2 separate regions of the Rattus norvegicus genome follow, and region 2 is linked to region 1. Evidence: chromatin contacts called from public Hi-C data. All regions are on one chromosome and are shown on one strand. Each heading gives the region's core, a stretch centred on a gene start, on an enhancer-like site or on the middle of the called end of the contact. The rest is flanking DNA. Distances are from core to core; before and after follow the strand shown.

The links. Hi-C and Micro-C count contacts between places; a contact is called where the count stands out from the background.
Region 2: a Hi-C map of the A7r5 cell line shows a contact between it and region 1, with 2.1 times the contacts expected there. The contact joins two enhancer-like sites. A contact is called at or near these places in 3 of 12 Hi-C or Micro-C datasets (the A7r5 cell line, hepatocytes and liver).

Annotation. Positions count from the first base shown.
Region 1 is chr14:15,533,531-15,538,700 of GRCr8, forward strand. The region is part of intron 2 of Shroom3 (shroom family member 3); the gene reads right to left. Among named protein-coding and RNA genes, the nearest start is that of Shroom3, 140 kb to the right of the region's middle. Within about 2 kb of position 1,646, at least 13 of the 93 cell types and tissues checked have an H3K27ac peak or open chromatin away from gene starts, as enhancers often do. A contact at or near this core is called in the A7r5 cell line, where this site is marked.
Region 2 is chr14:15,613,253-15,619,134 of GRCr8, forward strand. All of the region lies in intron 1 of Shroom3 (shroom family member 3), which reads right to left. It also overlaps the pseudogene LOC134481830. Among named protein-coding and RNA genes, the nearest start is that of Shroom3, 64 kb to the right of the region's middle. Within about 2 kb of position 2,854, at least 31 of the 93 cell types and tissues checked have an H3K27ac peak or open chromatin away from gene starts, as enhancers often do. A contact at or near this core is called in the A7r5 cell line, where this site is marked.

The DNA.
Region 1 (5,170 bases), core at 396-2,895:
GACAGAGGACTCTCAATAGCTAGCTTGCTCCTGTTCTCGGTCTCTGCCTTCTGTTGCTAAAATTACAGGCAGGTGGCTACACCCACCTGGCATTTACATGGGTTTTTGGGCATCTGAACTCTGATCCTCATACTTGTCCAGCCAATATTTAAGCACTGAGCGATCTCCCGGCTCCAAGCCTGGTTTTTTCTAAATAAGTTCTTCCTCCCATATGTGAGAAGATAGGGTTGAAGTAGTGAAGAGTCCAAGGCCTGGGCTCAATCCTCACAAGGAAGCTAAATTCTCGAGAATCTCCTGGACCATGGGTCAACAGTTTCTCCTGCAGCATTTCTAGTGGCAAGTGACACATTTTCGGATAGACCACAGCTCTAGGCCACATACTCGATCATTCTGCCTCTGAACCTTGTTCACAGCAGCAATGAGTGGACAATAGCCTGCCAGTATCAAGAAGGTTTTCTCAGGGCCAGGCACTGCGAATGACAAACTCCATCACTGAAACCTTACAACTGCTCTCTGAAGGAAATCCCCATTGATACGTGGCGGCTTTCTCTAGTGTTCTCTCCTGAGGCAGCCAGCTCCTGCTCATTGGTTCATTGACTGTCCACCTCCCCGCTCATTGGTCTCATTGGTTCATTTGCTCTCCAGCTCCCTTCCTCATTGGCTGCCCAGCTCTTCCATCAACACTTTCCCTTTGTAGATGCTGTTCTGTTCTTCAGCCAGTCTCTCTCTCTCTCTCTCTCTCTCTCTCTCTCTCTCTCTCTCTCTCTCTCTCTCTCTCTCTCTCTCTCTCTCTCTCTCTCCTTCCTCCCTCCCTCCCTCTCTCTCCCCCTCTCTCACTTGTGTATACATATACTTTTTCTGCTTCTGTTTCCCTACAGAAATGACTATTTTCAAACCCATCAGCACAACTGAATGAGGGTTTTTTGTTTTGTTTTGTTTTGGGTTCAACTCTGATCCCTGACTAAAATGTTCACTTTTGTTCACAACTCTAAATCCAGTATTTAGAAAGACAACCGACATATGGTCAGTCGCTCCATAAATATTCGCTGTTTAAATTTTACATAAGAGAGAACAGGGTCCAGTGGACATGCCTTCCACGGAGAGCCTGCCTTCATTAGGAACCCAGGTTCCAGAAAACAAATTCAGGCAGTACCTTTTCTTTTCGTGGTGGTCAGTGGGATTGCCCTTAACTATGAGGGCTGGGACACTGAACCTGAACAACACTCCAGGAATCAATTTAGTAATGCGTGTGTGCCTGTGTATACTCAGAATGTGGAGAGATGGCTCAGTGGTTAAGAGCACTGACTCCTCTTCCAGAGGACCTGGGTTCAATTCCCAGCACCCACATGGCAGCTCACAACTGTCTGTAACTCCAATTCCAGGGATCTGACACTCTCACACAGACATAGATGCAAGTCGAATAACCAATATACATAAAATAAAAATAAATTATTTTTAAAAATCGTATTGCACATCGTCAAAATCACCTGAAATATTTTGTGGTGCCCCCCCCTCGCTGAGAAATTTTATAAAACTTGGAGATGTCAACATTCTCCTGAAAGTGGTTTCCATAGTAACACAACAGCAGAGCCAGTACACATGTGAAACTACATTCCTTTTCCCTCCTGAGGTCCACAGATTCAAGAAATTCCCTCCTTTGGCACACATACTGTCACAATAAAAATTAATCTGTTTGAAGATCATCTCCTGAAGGGCCAAGCTAGAAAGCTCACGTTATTACAAAGGGGGTGGGAATGCATGCGGCTGCTGACCAGATTATGAAGAGCAAATGGCAGGAAATCACAACACTCTGACCATTTTTTTTTAAATCAAGCAATATTTTTATTTTTGCCAATTATTTGGCTCACAGCTTTGAGCAACTAGTTTTCAACTCCCCCCACCTTTTTTTTTTTTTTAAAGCATTCTACCCCTGGGGAGGAAAAATGAAGACCTCAAAAGCAAGTACAAATTGCTCATTTAAAGAACAGAAATTAAGGATGCGGGGGCTTTTCTTCCTGAAAAGCTCATCATTCTGCAGAAAGAAGCTGAATCCTGTCCCGATTCTTCTTGGGCAGTGGAGCAATTTTGGGTTTTGTGTTAGTTAATTTTAATTTACAAAGGGGGGGGCTCCATTCTTGAGACACCACCGTTGCTATGAGACTTCTGGGCTACAACAGATGGCCAGGAGAACAGTTCTCAGGCCAAGCCGGATCTCTGAAGCCCGCCACTCAGGCATACCATTAACATTCCTGGAATACCTTCAGAGGCAGTTCCCCCGGCCACCTTCAGACTGGCTCTCCTGCGGCTCCTACTGTGGCCTCTCTGGTCAGGGGGCCCTGGTGGAAATGTGTCATAAATGGTAGGACCATACGTTTCCAGGGACCACCTCACTTCCATGTGGCTCCAGGTGGGTCCACCTGTGTACACACTCAGGGGCACACCCATGGCAACTCATCATCTGCCTGCAAGCTTTGCTCACACCAGGCCACCCGCATCCTTCTCCAGGGAGACAGAGTTAGTGCCTAGACAGGAGGGTTGGAGGGAAAAAAGTTGAAGAATTTCTCATTTCGTTTTTTAGGAAGGAAGGACGGAAGGAAAGAAAGAAGGAAGGAGGGAGGGAGGGAAGGAGGAAAGGAAGGAAGGGGGAGGGAGGAAAAGAGGGAAGGAAAGAGGGAGGGAGGGAGGGAAGGAGGAAAGGGAGGAAGGGGGAGGGAGGAAAAGAGGGAGGGAGGAAAAGAGGGAGGGAGGGAGGGAAGGAGGAGGAAGAAAGAAAAGAAGCTGGGCCCTAGGCCTGTTATCTCAGGACTTTTCAAAGGTAAGAGGATCACAAGTTCAAGGTCATCTTCAGCTACTTATTAAGTTGGGGACAGCCTGGGCTACATGAGGGAGAGAAGGAAGGAGGAGGGAGGGAGGGAAGATGAGAAAGCACCTTGCTATCATAACTGAACAAATCACTCTGCTTTGCCCCTTTCTCTGTCTTCCAAAGTAGGAAAATCCTGACCTACCTGCTATCGGTTGAGGAAGTCAGTGAGGCGTGATTAATGTGCAACACAGAGAAGTAAGGTCACTAAACCTTCAGCTGCTTGCTGAGAAGCAAAAGATAAGGCAGAAGCTGGCTGTTTGCCTCCCCTTGGCGTCCAGCTGCTGAGCCCACCACCTGTGTGGCTGTCCCCCGGTGCTGACCGGAAGGCTTCGGTGGACAAAGTTCGCTGGGAGCTTTATTGCTCAAGGGGGAGGTTTGGAACCCAGTAAAACAACAACAAACAAAGCAAGCCATAGCTTCTTGGGGCGGAGTTCATTTACATTCCCATCCCAGAGTTTTCTTGGCCTGCAGTGCAAAAACAACGTTGTCCTTGGAGCCTGTCACCAGGGCTCACCTGACCAAGCCTTGACGGCAGAGCCAACTCCCAGTTTCCTTCTAGCACAGCTGGTTGTGGAGGGCTCTCTTGTCAGTGGGGTTAGCGGATTTGCCACAGAGACACTGCTGCCCTGACCTTTGGTTTTCACCCCAGAATGCAGTCTGTCCATCTTACTTAGGTCTTTGCCTTCCAAAGACTCCCATCTGAGAGGGCAGTTTCCCAACTGTCCCAGAATAGAACCATTTGAATTATTGTGTGGTTTGTTTGTTTGTTTATAAAAAGCATGCCTCTGGGAGATTTGGTCTAACCAGATGACAGTCGGTGACATTTTAATGAAGTCCAGAGGTGATGGTGGGGATGCTGCTGTGTCCAGGGTGGCTGAACCTCAGTTTACCTATCAGATGCCTTGGCTGAATCACGCAGAGGACTCTGGTCAGCTATTCAGCTTTTAAACTCATGGGCCTCCCTGGCTCTGAACAACCAGGCACTGAGGCAGAGGTAGGGGCAAGTGGTTTAAGAGGAAGTGTCTGCCAGCTGCAGCCTTCTGTTCCTAGGGCCGAACCTTTCAAGCCAGCCAGTGGGGCGCACCATGTGGGGAGGGGGCTGGGCAGCTCTATTGAGCTCCATTGTGTGCTGTCCACAGCACCACACAGCCAAGGAGGGAGTGAGCAGGCATTCCACAGCTCCAGGAAGGAGACTTTTAAAAATGGTCGTCTCCAGGGAAACAATAAATTTAGATACTTAATCCCCACACCCTCCGATCCAGCTCTCTAAAGATACTGTTCTCAGAATGAAGTGGCTATGTGTCTACCCCAGTCCCCGCTGGTTGTGATCAGTTATATATTTGCGGTGTCTTTCTACGCCACCCAAATATACACGGGGGCTTTCCGCGCACAGTATGAAATGCCAGGACAGAGTTTTTCAACTGACTGACTCCCACCATCTGTAATTTTTAAAAACACTGATTTTTTTTTTTTCAATTTAAAGAATACTGACTAAAGATTGTAGTGATTCCTTCCAATACAAAACTGACCGGCCCTTATTTCGAGACCTTGCTTTTGATTTCTGTATTATCTTAGTCAGAATTCATAGTCCAGGGGCGGAATTTTAAAATAAGAACTGATGCTGGATATCGGACATCTACTTCAATTCCAGTGCTTATTTATGTCCAACTCCTCCAACACTTGGTATTACTTACTACCCACATATCGACTTATGTTTTAAACGCTTATCAACCAAACACACCAAATGCACACATATTATGGTAATTTGCCCGTGTGGTGATCATGCTTTACCTGACAAGTGATGTCACTGCTGGGGCTTTTACAGGTCCAAGTCATCATATTTAGGGCTCACATTCATTACCTGTATGATGCTGCTATAGGCAAATGTTTTTTATAAAGAGAGGCTAGCTAATGGCAGAGATGGGAAACTCCAGTTAAGATACATTTTGGGAAGATGAACACAGCGTTTCTGCTTGAAGGTTCTCAGAGTGCTGACCACCTTCCTCCTACCTTTATCCGTCTTCCCCACTGTGGTTTACTACTTGACTAGAATCTCTGGGAACTGGTAAACATCTCCCTTTCAGGGAGGCACTCAACACCAGCTCAGAATCCCTTGACTTATAAAAGGACCCCTACCTATTTGTAAGCTATTTTCATTAAGAACAAATTAAAACCCCAGATTAAACTATCCCCTGCTAGTCAGAGCAAAACAGGCAGCGCTGGTTTCCGAACACGCTAATCTTTTCACCTCAGATAACAAGCACTCTAACAGCTGTCCAAGTGTGAGCATAGGAGGGTCCTGGAAGG
Region 2 (5,882 bases), core at 1,604-4,103, 81 kb after region 1:
TGGGATCTAATGCCCTCTTCTGGTGTGTCTGAAGACAGTTACAGTGTACTCATGTATATAATAAATAAATAAATCTTTAAAAAAAATTTTGGTTTTGTTGGAAACTCCAAATAATATAATATTTGGTAAGTGCCCTCCACCAAACTAAATAGAATTATTTATTTATTTATTTATTTATTTATTTATTTATTTATTTATTTATTTATGTATTGCTTTTCAAGACAGAGTTCCTCCATGTAGCCCTGGATGTCCTTAGAACTTGCTCTGGAGACCAGGCTAGCCTCAAAGTCACAGTGATCCACCTGCCTCTGTGTCCCGAATGCCGGAATTAAAGGCATTCACTACCACTACCTGACAGAATAAATTTTTTTATATGTGTGTGGTTGCTAAATCCTTAATAGAGTGGACTAAAGCCAAGAGAATAATGAAGGACAGTAAAAGAGTCAGGGTGGCTGCTTCCAGGACCAAACACCAGGGATGGAAACAATAGAAACTTCATCTGGTTTGGGGAATCTCGGAAGAAGACTTGTGCTTCAACTCCCCACTGGAAATTCTATAAGGGAAGAGTCTTAGAGATCTATAGGACACTATGAGTGGCTGTTAGAGCACCAGTAGTCCCAGGCATGCTCAGTGAGATTGCACTTGATAGACAATTCCACCCCATGCTTCTCCCATGCCCACTCTTTCCATGGAGGGGCCCCTGAGGTCTCCCCATGGCTCCCTACATCCTCCGTGCCCATTTGAGCAAGAGCATGGCCGAGAAAATGCCAGAGGATTGGGAATGCTTGGATAAATTTTGGACTAGGAGTTGAAAGTAGGGTGAGACTGTGGTGGGTGTTAGCTGGGGGTGGAACTTGGGGGCAGAATCCAAAGTGAAAGCAATGTCACAAGAGGGGACTGTCCTCCCAGGGGTACTTCACAGCCTCTGGTGTTACAATCTTACAAGGAAACCTGCAGAGCCATGAATGGGAAGAAAAGAAAATTTTTGAATTGATTAAGAACTTATAAAAGATTGAGTTTTAAGCAAGAAGTAACTGAATTTATCTTCAATCAGAGAAGGCACAGTTTTCTGTTAGTAAGTAGAAGTTAGGGCTTATGAGTGAATTTCATTCAATCGCAGAGAAATATAATTGCTTCTTAGCTCAACTGATATTTAGCACTGTGTAACCTTTTTCCTGCCTGTGTTCACACGTTTTGGTATAAATTAGTTCATCATTTCTCAGATGTCTTACCTCACGTTTCAGAATGAGCTAAATTCTCTCTCAAGCAAATTTTATCTTCAATTCAGAAGTAGGACTAACCTTTTAGAAGATGTAGTGATAACATTTTGGTTGTTGCCCCCATGTCTGTCCTCAAATCCTTTATTGTGAACACTCACGATGTTTAAATCAGCAGAGCATTTAATCCCACCACCCTGCTCCAGGAACCAACCCAGAAAGGCCAGCCTGGGCCCAGCGGCCCATGACACCCCACCTGTCCTTACAACCACTCCTGGACCATGCAGACAGCCCTGTGGACCCTCTTGAGTTGTAGGAAGAAAGGGCTGCTTTAGGGAGATGAACACTGAAACACTGGAGCAGGCCTCGGATTGAAATTGATACCGTGTGGGCTGGAGAGATGGCTCAGGAGTTAAAAAACACCAGTTGCTCTTCCAAAGGACCCAGGTTCAATTCCCAGCATCCACAGGGCAGCTCACACCTGTCTGTAACTCCAGTACCAGGGCTTCTGACACCCTTACACAGACAAACACGCAGCCAAACACCAATGTACATTAAATATAAACAAACAAACAAACAGATACCATACAAGGCAATGCATGTCTGGAGATTTACCAAGTCAAAGCAAACCCCCGGCTCCCTTACTTCTGAACTATTTCGAGCTGAATTAATCAAGATTTTTTATTGTCTCACCCAGCTGGAGCTGTTGTTGATTTTTAATTATATGTACGGGGGTGGGGGGGGGAGAACAACCTTCAAATGTTGTGTTTTGAGAAGGCAACTTTCTCAGCTCCTAGATCTAAACAGATGATCTCAGCCTAATAATAGCTACGTCATCCCTCTGAGCTTTGTTGTAGAGAGGTATTCACCGAGGAAGTTCAACATTGAAACAAAAGGAAAGTTCTGGGCGGGGTATGAGCTCAGCTATAGACTGCTTACCCAGCATGCCTTAAACCCTTAAACCCTAGGGTTCCATGCCCAACACCTCATAATGCAGGTATGGTAGGTAGCACACGAGTGTAATCCCAGCACTCTGGAGGGGCAGGCAGAAGGATCAGACATTGAAAATGTCTCCTTAGTTACACAAGGCGTTTGAGGCCAGCTGGGGATATACTGACCCAGGGTTCTAAGGGAAGGAAGAAAACAAGAAAGGGAGGGAGGAGTGGAGGGAGGGGTGAGAGGGAAGAATGGAGGGAGGGGCAGGGAGGGAGGAAACTTTCTAGGATGTGAGAAACCCATTCTTTTATATTTCCACTCTTTGTGTTTATCTTCCAACAGCCGTGCCACATTCTAATGGCCCCCGTGCAGTGGGTCTTCCTTTTCTCCTCTCTCTGTCCCCCTTTTCTTCCTCAGGGTTAAGAGAGGGCAGGAGGAGGAGGCAAGGGAAGAAAGGCACGCAGTCCGGCACCCGCTGTGCTCCTCGCCTCTGCTCGGCTGGGCGGAGCAGTCCTTACTAGCTCTTACATAAAACTAAGAATGTGTGCTCCTATTATTCTGGGATATTGGGTGACAATCCATTCCACAAATTCCACGGCGCCTCATGACCAGGTGACGCAAGCTCTTGCACACAGGGCAGGCCGATTGTTTGCTCTGTCAAGAATGTCTCAGCTGGCAGCCCTCGCCCAGACTCCTGCTTCCTACCACTCCTGGGCTCTTCCGGTAATCTCTCTGACCAGAGTTTAGAACCAGCCAGTGAACAGGGCACTTATCAAGGGCAAATGTTTACTTTATGATGTGGCAGTTAAAAATAACCTTCCAGAGACACTGCCTAAGCAAAGGCTATTGTCCTGGTTGGCAGTACACCTAATTCTTCCTCCTGTGGCTGTCTCTCCCACATTTCCTTGCCACGGCTGCAAACTGGTAATGTTCAAAGGAGACCATGATTTTCAGAGGGTCCTGTTTCCAGAGTCTGCTACTATTTTAGTTACTTCTTTTTTTTTTTTATTAATGTGATAAGGCATCATGACCAAGGCAACTTGTAAAAGAAACAGCTCGTAGGGACTTACAGCCTCGGAGGGTGAGCCCATGGCTTTGATGGTAGGGAGTATAGCATCAGGCAGGCAGGCATGTTGCGGGAGCAGTAGCTGAGAGCTTACATGCCTATCCATAAGGAGGAGGCAGAGGGCGCTAACTGGAAATGGCATGGACCTTTGAAACCTCAAAGCCCATTCCCAGTGACAAACCTCCTCCAATAAAGCCACGCCTCCAAATCCTTCCCAAACAGTTCCACCAGCTAGGGCCTGAGTATTCAAATGCATGAGTTCACAACACATCATGGGGTCAAGAAGAAGCTTAGACACAAGATCCAGGCTGTTCTTGGGGGTCAGGAAATGGCTGAGGAAGCTGGGAATCAGAAAAAACTGTACTGCGATACAGGGGAGGGCATGACTGGGCAGAATAATGAAAGATAGAGCTCATATCCATGTTGAAGCAGTGACGACCTTGGAGTTAACAACTGACAGAGCTCTGAATGATACTGGGCAACCTAGACAGTGCTCTGAAGGATACTGGGTAAAGAACTTGGAGCTGGAGCATGACTGTAACCCCAGCACTCAGGAAACCAAGGCAACGGCTGCTTTCGAGGTCCACTTGGGCTAAACAGCAAGTTCAAGGCCAGCCTGGGCTACGCTGTGAGACTTTATCTCAAACAAAACAAGACCCAGACAAGACAAAACAATTTGAAAACTTCCTTAAGAGAAGTATCAGAGGTGGGATGGCTCAGTTAGGAGCGACCAGGCACACTTTGCCTTTTATCTTGACACTTGGGAGGCAGAGGCAGGTAGATCTCTGTGAGTTCCAGGCCTGCCTGGTCTACAGTGTGAATTCCAGGACAGCCAAGGTTATGCCTCAAAACAAACAAACAAACAAACAAACAAACAAACAAACAAACCGGTACTTTTCTAGAGGACCTGGGTTTGAGTCCTAGCATCATATGACAGCTCACAGCCATCTGTAACCCCAGTTCCAGGGTATCTGACACCTTCTTATGGCTCCTTAAGTACCAGACATGCACATGGTTCACAGGCAAACAAAGCACCCATAAACATAAAATTAAAAAAAAATCTTAAAAAGAAAACAATCCCATTAGAAAAAATGGGCAAAAGACATGAAGGGCTTATTATTGTAAATACATAAAAGCATATTCAACACCATTGACCATTAGGGGAATGCAGATTAAAACCACACTGGGGTGTCATTACACAGCTGCTAAAATAATTAAAATAAAAATCTTGGGCTGGGGATTTAGCTCAGTGGTAGAGCGCTTACCTAGGAAGCGCAAGGCCCTGGGTTCGGTCCCCAGCTCCAGAAAAAAAAGAACCAAAAAAAAAAAAAAAATCTTATCAAATTCTGGCAAATACGGGAGAAGCCCAAAATGTGATCGTCACTCTGGAACGAGTTTGGTAGCTTCTTTGAAAATCAAACATATTCTTACTCTATGGTCCAGCAAATGCACTCCCGGAGAATTAACTCGGAGAAATGGAGATTTCTGCACACATGATGATCTGTTTATAAATACACATGACATAGCAGATACACATATGTACACACATACGTATACATACAGCTACATTCACACGCACATGTATGTACACATATGCAGGTTCTCACTATGTAGCTCAGGGTGACTTGGAACTCTCTATACAGACCAAGCTGTCCTGGAGCTTAGAGGTCCCCCTGCCTCTGTCTCCCAAGTGCTGGCATTAAGGGTGTGCCATGCCTTACATCAGTTTGTTACAGCAACAGTACAAACTGTAAACAGCCAAGATATCCCTCCACAGTTAAGTGGTCAAACACGCTGTTAAACACTCAAACCATGAAATGTTTATCACTCAGAAATTTAAGGGAATATTTGTATAACATTTTTAAAATGACAAAATTAGAAATAGAAGACATAACAGTGTTGGTCAGGAGTTAGGGATGGGGAGCAGTGGGCGTAGGTGGATTGTACAACTATAGTGTGTGAGGGAGACGCTTACTGTATGTGACAGTTTTGTGTCCTGGCTGTGCTACATGGAACTACAAATGTGCACCATACCAGCATCAAGTCCTTGGCTGTGACGTCGTTCTATAATGATGTAAGACTGAGCCATCAGGTAAAAGGCACATCAGATCTCTGGTAGTGCCACGCCCAACATCCTACATCTACAATCACATTTTTACATTCTACAGTTTTACATTTTATTCAAATTTTATTTTCTGATCCATGGTCTTATGTATCCCAGGCTGGTCTCGAACTTGGAATATAGGCAAGGATGACTCTGCATTTCTGATCTCCCCTCCTTCACCCACCAAGTGCTGGGATTGCAGGCATGTGTCACTGTTTACATGGCGCTGGAGAGAAACTCCGAGGCATCATGAATGTGATACAAATACCTTACTAACCTTACTAAAACTTAAAAAAAAATTTTTTTTCAAGTCCTACTGAGGGTCTCTGAACCTAACTGGATGCTGTGAACTTCTATGGTTTAGACTCTTCCATGGGGAATAACTAATATTTCCTGTCCACTGTGCCCAGGTTTCCATCACTGGGGACTCCTGTGCAGTCAGGGCCAGGATAAGCAGTACCCGTGCCCCTGATCCTACCAGGCTAGACTTGTGCTGGGCTGAGGCACTCAGCTCTTCCGGAAGGATGAAGACTGGGGAGTAACACGGAGCAGATACGAA